2 separate regions of the Capsicum annuum genome follow, and region 1 is linked to region 2. Evidence: chromatin contacts called from public Hi-C data. All regions are on one chromosome and are shown on one strand. The core of a region is the stretch at or near the end of the contact, and the rest is flanking DNA. Distances in the headings are between cores, read along the strand shown.

The links. Hi-C and Micro-C count contacts between places; a contact is called where the count stands out from the background.
Region 1: a contact with region 2 is called in a Hi-C map of leaf, with 2.1 times the contacts expected there. The contact joins the enhancer-like site here to the promoter of LOC107848034 in region 2. A contact is called at or near these places in 4 of 5 Hi-C or Micro-C datasets (leaf, pericarp and placenta).

Annotation. Positions count from the first base shown.
Region 1 is chr11:76,423,339-76,429,893 of UCD10Xv1.1, reverse strand. LOC124888471 (a long non-coding RNA gene) reads right to left here. Exons shown (of 2, transcript XR_007046688.1): 2 at 5,642-6,047. Among protein-coding and RNA genes, the nearest start is that of LOC107847795, 8.1 kb to the right of the region's middle. Within about 2 kb of position 4,268, at least 5 of the 5 cell types and tissues checked have an H3K27ac peak or open chromatin away from gene starts, as enhancers often do. A contact at or near this core is called in leaf and pericarp, where this site is marked.
Region 2 is chr11:76,381,819-76,387,840 of UCD10Xv1.1, reverse strand. LOC107848034 (E3 ubiquitin-protein ligase AIRP2) reads left to right here and starts at 1,671. Exons shown (of 7, transcript XM_016692689.2): 1 at 1,671-2,187; 2 at 2,364-2,506; 3 at 3,268-3,394; 4 at 4,397-4,559; 5 at 4,710-4,776; 6 at 5,271-5,508. The coding sequence starts at 3,309.

The DNA of each region.
Region 1 (6,555 bases), core at 3,019-5,518, 39 kb before region 2:
GACACTATATCGGTATATAAAAATATTATTTTTTAATATATTAAAGGAAAAGAAAATGAATTAGCAGATAAATTAAGTAAGTTACAATTAAAAACAAAATCTGTTTAACGGTTAATATTTGTTTCAGCATACGACCAACTAATCAACATGCAGCAGACAGAGGCAAGGGAATAGCGTCTTTCTTGTCTCAAGACATTTATTTTCAGAAAATGCTAGGGAATGTTAGATTTCGACCCCAAAACTCTATCGAACTCCAAAACTCCATGCAACCACTGGAGAGAATAGACTTTGGGCCTTTTAATTTAATTGCTTTCCCACCTAATAATTATTCTTTTAACTTAAGACCAGAACATATTTTAGATAGACCCCAAAAATGCCTAATAGACAATTTGTGGATAGCACACCATAAATCAGACCATAAACATTTTTTAGCCGCCATGAATACTTTATGTCAATATATATTAGATAAAAGTAAGCCTAGATTCAAATATTATGTAATTATACATGGTAAGACAAACGAAATTTTTCAAACATGGATAGAAGTGTAGACTCTATAAGTGGTATAAAAAATCCTCTTTACAAAGGTTTCAATGATTTTTCTGAAGCTTCTGATTATGCAAGAGGACACCTAGGACCTAATTTTTTCTTATCTTCAGCATTAAGACAAAATCCTAACCAAATTCCTCAGTACAATATCCAAAAAGACTCAGGTAAAATAATTTTCTGTAATCATTGCCACTCTATGACCGAAGCCTTTAAGAGATTAAATCTTCAAAAGGAGGCTCTTATTACATAAAACTCTAGACTCATGGAGCAAATACAGACTTTACAAGACAAACTGAGTAAATTTCATACAAGAAAGACATTTGCCAGTACTCAGACACAGAGTTCTCCATCTCCACAAAAAATGGATGAGAAGGTTGTGCATTCCCATTTGAATGCTCAGAAATCCACTGTATTGGATGTTGGTGCAGCTAGTCCGGCTCAAACGGTAATCGGTAAAGACAAATCAAATCCGTTAAAGGCTGTCACTTTGCCAAAAAGTGAAGATGAAGCAGGACCTTCATCAAAATCTCATAAGACTAGTACCTTAAAAAAGATATTAGCAGCAAAAAAGAAGAATAAACAAATTGAGATTATTGTAAAACAGACATTAGAAAAATTCTTTAGTAGCCAAGAACAAGATAAGCATATGGATAATAAAGACAAGTCAAGTACAAATACAGATAGAGTAGTTCTAAACATGAATAGTACAGACGTTAATATTCCAAGATCATCAGACGAAGAAGATGATATATTTGAAGACAGTCTATTCAAAGATGCTCAGGATCCCTATGAAGATGATGACTTTGGAATGAGTTTAGACACCATAGCCCTGCACAACTTGGACACATAAGCAGATAAAGACAAGTAATAAAGGAGATTGATATTATAATTGTAATTATGATAAGAGTGCCATGTGGGTATGCCCACTTTGAGTCTTGTAATTAAGTATGTGTCAGAGTAAGCGCTTCCTTTATCATTACTTTCCAAAAAGAAAGAAAAACTGTTGAAGCACGCGTCAGAAAAAGATAAATAATAATGCATGTGACGATGACACCCAATGTGTACCCGACCTGCATTATTAAAGAATCTTATCCTTACCTGTCGGCCATATTGTCAAAGCCACGTAGTTTGATCCTAGTCCACTCATTTTTTCTTACTTCAGTCTATATAAGACTTGTAACTTAGTAGAAGAAGGTAGATCGAAAAAACCTTAGAACTTGAACCTCTCAATATATTTTCCTATGCATAAATCCTCCTTTTCCAACCAACCTTTTCTCTGGGTGTAAATCAAAGTTTGTGATATAAAGAAGTTAAATAAAAAAACTTTCAGTTTTTCAATGTCTTTAGGGGATTCCTGAAAGGAAAACCTCTATCCCAGTTACTTCATGTAAGTTCTTATTTATTTTATATTTTCCCACCCAAAATATGTTTTGTTTTAGAAGTTTTAGATGTTTATATTTTTAGAAATTTTAGATATGTTCATCATGTAAATTAAAAAATGTTTGTTTAAATTCATTGTCCTTAGTATATGGTTAATCTCTTAATTTTTTAATAACAACGATGGATTAACCTGTAAATTCCTAGACATTCTGGACTTGATAGTCTGACATGTCTGCAGAATAGACGAAGGACAAGTGTTAGTTGCTAGATGAAGTTTCGGGGTGTGGTTAAAGAAGTAAGTTGTTAAGAACATAGATTAAGAGGAAGAGATGAACGGGATAAGATAAAAAAAAGTTTAAAATTGGGGAAAATATAGAATATAAGAATGATAAACATGAAGAAACAACGGGAAAGGGGGAGTACTGAGTAGAATTTTTTACAACATTTGATTTCAAAAAACTGCATCTTATTGAAATATCTTTATATATTGAAAAATCTTACATTTGATTTCAAAAAAAGTGCATCTTATTGAAATATCTTTATATATTGAAAAATCTTGAATTATTGCCTAACTATTTTGTTGGTATCAGAGCAACTTATTCTTTATCTTTCTTCTCCTTGTCTTTCGTTGTTTTCGATGGTTCTCCGTCTATTTGATAGAAAGTCCATTTTTGTGGTTTTCTTATTATATTTTTTCTTTCTTGTTTAGGAGTTAATTCAGTTCTTATATATATATATATATATATATATATATATATAGCCATATATATATATATATATATATATATATATATATATATATATATATAACAATGTATTAGAAGCATAGTCCTGAAGGGCATTTTTGAAACTCCAAAAACACCGCCTCGAGCACAAGAAGAGAAACAAAACACCCTCTTCATGATGAAACGAATAAGGCTAAAGGGGATAAACTTTGTTAGGGGTCATTTGGTAGAGTATATAAAAATAATGTTGAATAGAGTATATTAGTAATACTTGTATTATTAATACAAGTATTAGTAATGCTGGTATAAGTTACGCATACATTAATTTTACATATTGTTTTGTTTGATGTATTAAAGATAATATATATTTAAATAATTTTTATAAAAAAATATTCGTTTACCAAATTATCCTTCCTTGTACAATTTATTTTCAAGACATAAATGGAATTAGCATCAGCGCCTGATCCTCCACTTCAAATTACTAACTTAATCACTACTAAACCACAATATCGGACAAAAAGATAAAGAGGCAGTAATGAGAAAAACATATGGAGTAGACATGCTACTCCCAGTACACTTCAAATTGCCAATCAAGTCACTGTTACCAAATATCATCTCTAGGAAAATATAATGTTTAGGCCAAATAAGCTGATAAATGTGTCTAGAGATAAAAACTTCATTTATTGAGAGATTTTATAAATACCCATTATTAATCTGGAATAAGCAACTTTGATATGGTGATATGGTGAAAAAGAAAGAGTGTGATATATGGTTGGAAAATGGTAATATGGTGAAAAAGGAAGAGTGAGAGATATGATGGAAAAAGAAAGTAGGAAAATAATTTTAGGTGTAGTAATGTCATTTAACAAATTAATACATGTATTGAAAGTCTTGCATTACTAATACAATAGAGTGTATAATTAGTACAAGTATTAGTTATGCATAGTTTAAAAAATGATACCAAACAAGGTAATACTAACACACAAAAATTAATACATATATTATATTTTTAACACCCTCTACCAAACGACCCTTTAGTGCAACCAAAGACGTGGACAAGATTATACCAGGTTGCTAGCTCGCACTACCTCTAACAAGCAAGATGCGTGGCACGCTTGTATAGACTTTATTCCTTTGGACACTATTGTCAAATTGTGATTAGTCGGGACCTAAATTTGTAAACTATATATAGGACATTCCCCTTACTTGTAAAGGAATCCGCTCCCTTATTCTCTCAATCAATACAATAATTCCTACTTGGTATCTAAATTTTTCTTTGTTTTCTGCGTAGTTAGATAGTTATCTTTGGTTTTGTTAGCATCTCAGACGATGCAATTTTCGCTCTTAATTGTACTCCTGAGGTCTCGTCTCTATTAGACTTGTTTGTTTTTCGTACTCACTTTATTCTTTCATACCTAATTGTTTCGTTTTATCACATAGTAATTTAATCGCTAACAAATGAAATCTAAAATAAGATTGAATCATAATCCTCTTGACGAATCTAAAATTATAAATATATCAAACACACGGTAAATAATTTGGCGCCCATCATAGGGCGGTAGGGCCAGAGCAACTGTGTGGGTTTAAATTTGCTTCTCTTTGTTAGCTGCTCGTGTTTTTGATTTGTAGGAACAAGGCTGGTTATGACAGAAACCTCAGGCGTTGCTCTCTCAGCTCCCTAATTATAGATCTGATTAAAAGAATTGCCACCTGGAATAACAGGTCATGGACCTCTAAAAGTCTTTGAACGAAACTCAAATTTCCAGTCGATCGATGCATAACGACGACTCAAAACTCTTAAAGGCGGTGGATGAGTCGTCAAGGCTTGGGGTCACAAAGCAATAAAGGAGAATAGGTTTCACTGACGGTTTAGACCCTAAAAGCTCTCTTGCCTCTCTCCTACTGAAACAAAGCTTGCTTTTCAACAAGTCTTCAGTGCGAGGAGAATGTAACTAATGAAAGAGAGGAATCAAGCATAGCGAGGATTCCAACTTTGGGGAAGGGTGGATGTCTCTACACTAATAAGAAAAGATCAAGAGAAGATGAGAGCGATAGACTAGAGGATATGGCTTTTGGGAAAGAGACCTAGATTAGCCAAAAAGATCACACAACAGTGCTCTGGTGATATCTTTGATAATCGATAATTATGAGTAAAACGCATGTTGATAAATCGAAGAAGTTTAGCCAACCTCATGCATAAGTAGGTCCTCGAGAAGAAAGGGTCAATTGTCGTGGTGGTTCTGTCGACTAAAATGCTCATGGGCTTCAATATGCCAACAAAGACACGAAGAGATAGTTGAGATGAAACATGATACCGTTAGATGTGGTCACTCGCTTTGATATTCTCAATAGGGACATATGATACAACGCCATTTTGGGAAGGCCATAGATTCATGTTATGGAGGTTGGATCATCGACATATCACCAAGTGATAAAGTTTTCCACACCGATGGGGTGAAGTATATAAAGGGAGACCTAAGGGCCATCGAAGAGATGTATGCCATTGTGCCAGGCAAAAAAGATCTGCATATATTGGAACTCACCTCTCCAAGAAAGCCAAGAAGGGAACCACATAAGGCAAAAGAGGTGAATAAAGGCTGGTATGAGGCACACGAGCCTGTTACGTCCCGAACGAATGGGATGCTATTAAGTCAAAGACAGAAGAGCTCGAGCAGGTGCCTCTCTTCCATGAAATCCCAGAAAAGAGGGCACACATAGGCACAAGACTGCACCATAAGCTCAGGCAAGATTTTGTCAGATTCCTTAAGACTAATGTTGACTGTTTTTCATAGACTTATTTCAACACTACATGCATTCCTCTGAAAGTGGTTAGGCACAAGCTGGGAACATATCCTAATTTCCACCCATGAAATAGAAAAAAGCATCCATCTTAACAGAAAAGAATAGGTTTGTCAAAAAAAAAGATAACATATTTCTTGAACATAGGATCCATCTGAAAGGTAAATACCCAAAATGGTTAGCCAATGTGGTAGTGGTACCCAAGAATCCACATAAATTTCAAAGGTTCATAGATTTTAAAGACTTAAATGAAGCATGTCTCAAAGATTCTTATCCCGTGCCAAACATTGATCAAATGATCTATGCTACAGTCGGGCATAAAATGATAAGTTTTCTCAAAGCATACTCTGAGTAAAACTAGATGCAAATAGACCTGGAGGACCAAAAGAAGACTTCTTTCATCACTAACTATGACACATATTATTACAATGTGATGCTCTTTGGCTGAAGGAATGTGGGATCACGTATCGGTGGATGGTGAATCGAATATTCAAGAAACAAATTGGAAAAACTATGGAGGTTTACATCAACGACATTCTTGTCAGGATGAAGGATGCTAAGGACCATCTAGTGCATCTGCATTAAATTTTTGACATCCTACAAAAGCATAACATGAAGTTAAACTCTAAAAAATATGCTTTTAGGGTAGGATTTGGGAAGTTTATGGCATTTCTCATATTAAATAAAGGGATTGAGGCTAATGCGTATAAAATTAAATTAATAGAAGAGATCACTAAGATGCTTAAAGATGTCAAGGTAGTATAGAGGTTGACTCGGCCAGTAACAACTCTTAGCTATTTCATATCAAAATTGTCAAAGAGGTGCCATTAATTCTTCCTTTTTAAGAAAGAATAGTCAGTTCGAGTGGAGCCTCGAATGTTAGCTAGCCTTCCAGAAGTGGAAAGCTTATTTATCAAGCCTATCTTTGCTGGCAAAGCTCTAGGAAAGGGAGTAGTGGTTTCTATATTTGGCCATAACAGAGGTTGCAGTAAGTGTGTTGCTTGTTCAAGAAGAGAAAGGTACATAGTTTTCTATTTATTATGTTAGCAAGAACCTACTTAGTGTGGAACTTGGTATTCACATTTTGAGAAGCTAGTGTTAACTG
Region 2 (6,022 bases), core at 422-2,921:
TTAATACAATAAGATTTCTTTTGATTCGTTTCTTATTTAGTTTTCATTAATTAGCACTCATTGAATTGTATATATACTTTTTACGTAATGAAGTAATACACAAATTATTCTCCATACTTGATCTATTTCAAAAACTTTGAGAAAACTATTAAAGATTTATAGCTAAAATCAGTTTAGGATTCAAATCTGAAAGAAAACTGAATTAGTTACTTGAAACAGGAAGCACACTTAAAAAACGATAGGAACAACCAATGAAGCTTGCTTAAGCTTGAGTTCAAAAATTGGGTTTTCAAAATCTGAATTTGTTTCAAGTAGGTGTTGTTGAGACGACTTGGTGAAGATCTGAGTTAAAAGGAGGAAGACGAAGTTTCTGCCATGTCTAATTGTGTACATCTTAAGTATATATTTTGTCCGTATATATATGTGTGATATACAGTGATATACATGTGTCGCCGAGACACACTTCAAAATCGATTTCATCTATGAATTTGACTGCTCACAACTCCAAATCACTTTTCAATTTTTGTTAAAGTTGTATATACTATATAGCTCCCAGCGTACTTTCAACATATTCCAGTCACACTTAAAGAAGTCCTTTTCTTTTTTATAAATCTATTGATTGTTGTATATAATCAATAATTTCTTGTTGGAAAAAAAATGGTAATGATATTATGTCTAAGTAATTATACATATTTTAATATTTTGATACGTTTCTCTAAATATTATTACTTTTTTTTTGGAAAAAAAACATAGAATCTGAATTGATTGAAGGACACCAAAAATTGTTCCTCCTTTTTTTTTTTGCCGTAGAGAGAATTATAAACAAAAGTAAACTTTTTTCATCAAATCCAATCATTCTCTTGTAGTAAAAATAATATTTTTTGCGTCTTATATTGTTTTTTTTTCTTTCCAACAAAAGAGAGAATTATAAACAAAAATATTTTTTTTCATCAAATCCAACCATTATCTTATAGTAAAAGTAATTTTTGTGTCTTGTAATAATTCGACGTCTTAAACGTACATTGCACATTCAACTATAGATATATTTTGAAGAAAAGTTTTATTATGTGTCTCACACAATCAATACTAATTATGTCAGTTTTTCTTTTCTGTCTCATAAATTGATGGATTCAAATTTTTTTTGGTTCACAAACTTTGGGTCAATATTTTGTGAAACAAAAAGAAGTTTCACACTCATATAATAAAAAAGTTATTTCAATACTCTAATTTCTTTTGGATATGTAATTTACGAAACTCCTCAAGCCATTTAATTGAAAAATTTAAGAATCCATAAAAACTAAAAAAAGGTCATGTTGATCTTAAAGAATTAAACTAGATAAATTCAAAGTTCTAAACTCATTTCAATTTAAATAGATTTATAATTTGAAGGCAAAATGGTTTAATATACCCCTATATTATGTCAGTTTTACTTCTAGTTACATGTTTATCATCTGAACTCCTCCCACTAAAAAGTAACATTTTTAAACACTTTTTTTGTGAGTGTAAGATACTCTCGCTACGTCAGCTGTCATGTCAGCTTTCACGTCTGTCACGTTAACTTTCACATCATTTTCAGGTATTACATTAAATTTCATGTCATTTTCATTCATAGTTAATTATTATTTTTTTTTGAAAAAATAAATAAAATGGTAACTTATGTTTATTACTCCATTTGCATTGTCCACTTTATTTTACTTTTATGGCTTTGCACCTTCCTCTCTTCTTCTCTTCCTTTACTTTTCAATGCACAAACAAAAGTGAAACATCACTTCAACTCACCTAACGTTCTTTCTTACACCTCTCTAAATCCCTTTATTTCTATCCTTTTTTTTTTTTTTTAAAAAAAATTGCTTCAACAAGCTGTTAAAGAAAATTCTGTAATCATTTTCTTGATTTTTTTTTCTTTGTGTGTGTTGATGGATATTTTTTTTGATGTGTTGTGTGATATTTGATGAATTTGTTGATTTGTTTTGTTAGTTGTGAGTGTTGAATTTTGCATTTTTGAAGTTTTTTTAAAATTGATTTTGTTGTGAATTACTGTGAAATATGGTTCTTCATTTGGATTGTGGAGTGGTTTGTATGGAGATAGATAGATAGAGGGTAGATAAGAAAGTATGAGAAAATCAAAAGGGTGTTTTCATAAAGAAGGAAAGGTGGAATTTTTAATAGTAATCAGTACAAAAAATGGTGAGATTCTGCTTCATGTGTAAACTTTAAAATAAAATTGAAGGGGCCAGTTCTATGATGTTAATCAGTAGAAAAAATAATTAAATTTTGCTTCATGGGTGATGGTATTGTTATATTTATGTTTTCTTTAGATGTAGTATAAAGTGTTAGTGATTTTTTATGATTTTTTTTTGCAGAAAGATATCAGATTTTGAGAAATTTGAATTATTTTGCTTAATCAGTTAGATTTTGATCGCTGATTTTGGATTCAATTGGAGCAATTTGTGTTTCAAGAATCTGCTAAATGGGGATATTTGAAGAGAAGATCAAGAACAAAGAGGTAGGTGATGGAGCTGGGGTGGGGTGGGGGGGCCTGGACGGGGGCTGGGGTGGGTGCGGAGGGGCTGAACGGGGGTTGGGGAAGGGGTTTATTTATTTTTTTAAATTTTTTATTATTTTTAAAACTATTTTATTAAATTAAAAAAAATGGAGAAAAAAAAAAAGGATCTTTTTTAATTTTAATATTATTTTTATTTTTTATAATTATTTTAATATAAAATTAATCAAAACTTGAGCTCACTCGCACTCACTCTAGGCCGGTGCCCTCATCTTAGTCTGTCCTTAATTCTGGTTAACGATCAAAAGTTTTGAAATATACTCACATAGTACAAGGGTTTATTGATTATTTTGCCTAATTTAAAAAAAAAAAAGAATTTAATGTGGGTATCGAACAGCGGAGCATCTTAGTCTATCCTTAGTTCTGATTAACGATCAAAAGTTTTGAAATATACTCACATAGTACAAGGGTTCATTGACCATTTTGCCTAATTTGAAAAAAAAAAGAATTTAATGTGCATATGAACAGCGAAAAAGAAAAGAAAAAAAGAAAAAATTAGTAAAGGCAGATAATGAAATGACACATATTGAAGATATCCTTTTCTTTACTTTCAGGCTTCAATAAGGCAAGTTAAAACCATTAAGCAATCCTAACCAACCCCTACTTTTTAATTTCTTCTCCTTATTAATAGCTATTTTTTAGAATCATCATCCTAAAATGATCCTCTCTCTTCTTTTTTTTTTTTTTTTTGTGATTCTCTTTAGCCTTGAAGAAAACAGTTTTAAGTGAAAAAAGGTGAGAATAAATGTGGCAGAATCAGACCCTCCAGAATTCTTCCTTTAGAGAATCCATCAAAGCCCTTGAAGCTGATGTTCAACATGCCAATACTATGTAACTCTTTATTTAAACTTCCTCTCTTTCTTTTCTCTTTGTTTTTGTTTTCATAATCCAAGTAACGCGAATCTGCTATTTCTGATCAATTTTTCTAGTGTATGTACTTCTTATGAGTTGGTTTGCACATCATTGTCCTTCTTGGGTAGTTAGCATAAAATTTGTAATTTTGATATTGAAATTTGTCTGTTACTTTTACTTGCCACATTTCCATCAATTTCACTAATTTTGGAAGCCAAATTGAATTAGAATAACTCAATATTTAAAATTTTATATTTAGATATTCAAAAAACATATGAGTTGTAATCCTTTTCATATTAATATGCTGAAAAATATCTCATAAAATTTTAGTCAACATTTATGCAATTTGACTCTCAAAAAGCAAAATGTGACAAATAAAAAAGGATTGGAGGGAGTAGTAAAGCAGCTCAAGCTCGAATAATTCCTTTTAACAGAAATTGCCCATTTCCATTTGCATGACGTTTAAAGTTTGATTTTGATATAGTGATATAGATGTTCAACTGGCTCAGATTTATGGTCACAATTGCCATAGTCGTAAATTGTTAAGTAACTAAATGTGCACTCTATCTAATAGCTTAAACTTTTAGATAACATGGTCAACACACATCAACATGGTATTGTGTATTAGACAAAGGTCCTACATTGAAGTCTCGCCACAGCTAAAGAAAATGAGCGAGAAAAATATTTGACGTGTTTGCACTACGGAAAGAGAAGTCAGGCCAACACGTGAGGAGAGGTGTGTTGAAATGCGAAATGATTGAATACTCAAAAGTATGATCTCTCTAATAGTTTTAAGTTTTTAGCATAGATGGTGCACACTTGAACAATTATTGAAGAAGAAATTAAAAGAAACATGTGATATTGTGTTAGCTTATGAAGAATTTGTTTTTGAGGTGGTTCAATTCATTTCTTTAGATATACAACAATTGTTTGAAGAATAGCTAGCTAACAATTGTTTTGTTCACGAGGTGTGTTTTGCAGGGCAGCAGCTCTTCGCCGGGATTTCGATGGGGATTGTGTGCAAATGAAAGTTTCCTATGGTTTTCTTGCCCCCTTCTTGCTATTTCTGATAGAATGGATGGACTATATTTGTTTAGATAATCTGGCTAGTTGTTTAGGCCTCCTTCACATTCTTGTTTACAAGGTGATTTTCGCTTTTACTTCACTTTATTCTTTACAAATTAAAGACAATGCCTAGTGTTGAGTTTTTGGTTGTCTTTGTCCATTTGTTTCACCTTTCAAAGGATATATATATTCAGTATTGCTTCCACAACTGATGTTTTCATCTTTGTAGGTTTATGTTGATGGAATGCCAGCAACGTCCCCACCAGAAAGGAAAGCCACAATTAATGAATTCTATGGTTTGTATTCTTTCCTCGTTTATTCTGCTTTTGGTGCAGAATACAAAAATGAGAGGGAGACAGAAAAGCAAAAGAAAGTTCTCAAATAAGAAGTAATTTTTGAGACATGAGATGAAAGTGAAATTTTGGTGCAATTCAAATGAAGGCAAATAAGACTTAAATTAAAAAGAAAGGCAAAAAATTGAATTTGATAGTTAATACTTGGTTAATCAATTTCATGAAACTACTCCCTTGGTCCAATTTTTGAGAAACTCTTTCCTTTTTAGTCAGTTAATGAGAAGATCTATAGCAACATAAAAATTTATGACTTGTTTTAGACCGCTAGTTCCAGAAGTATTTCTTTCATTCTTAAACTCCTTGCCCAATCAAACATCATCATATAACTTGTGACAGAGAGAGTATTACTTTTCTCCTCTTTCAACTGAATATAAAATGATATGGAAAGGTGTGCCACAATTGCATCAATGCTCAAACGTTGTTGTAAAATCATGCAGCCATTATATATCCTTCACTAATGCAGCTGGAGGGAAATCTAGTGGAACTAATGAAGGAGAATCATAAAGTAACTCAACTCTCTAACACTTCAAATGGGGAAGGGGTGGAAGTGAACAGTCAGTCATGTAAAAGTATACAGGGCGAAGAAGAGGAATGTGGTATATGCATGGAAACTGGCTCCAAGGTGGTTTTGCCTAATTGTAGCCATTCCATGTGTGTTGGTTGTTTTCAAGACTGGTATGATGAGAACCCCCCTTTGCATAACTAGTTTCATCAATGTTAACAAGATTGGCTTATTTGATGCAAGATTGGCTTGTTTGGCCTCAAATATTACTTCAGTGTTTCAAGTACTAAACTTCATTATTTGCAAATACTGGTTGGGGGCGTCTCAACCATATTGGGGGCCTTACATATATATATGTATGTATATATTTTCTTTTTAAAATTACATGAAAACTCTACTTAGTCATGAGTTGTTCTCCTTTTTATGCCAGGGAAGATTCCATGTAAAAATATGGTTTTTTTCTCTCTCTCTTTTTTTTTTTATGCTTACAAAAGATTTCTGTAAAAAATTGTAAATGGTATATATAACTAGTTATATATGAAAAAGTGACCTAATAGACGAGACGCCCCTGACACTGGTTTGCCTATTTATATTTGCAAATATTAAATACAGCATTTGAAATACTGGTTTGAGAAGTATTTGAAGTGAACTAATACATGATTTTGCTCAAAAATCTTGGTTTGAGAA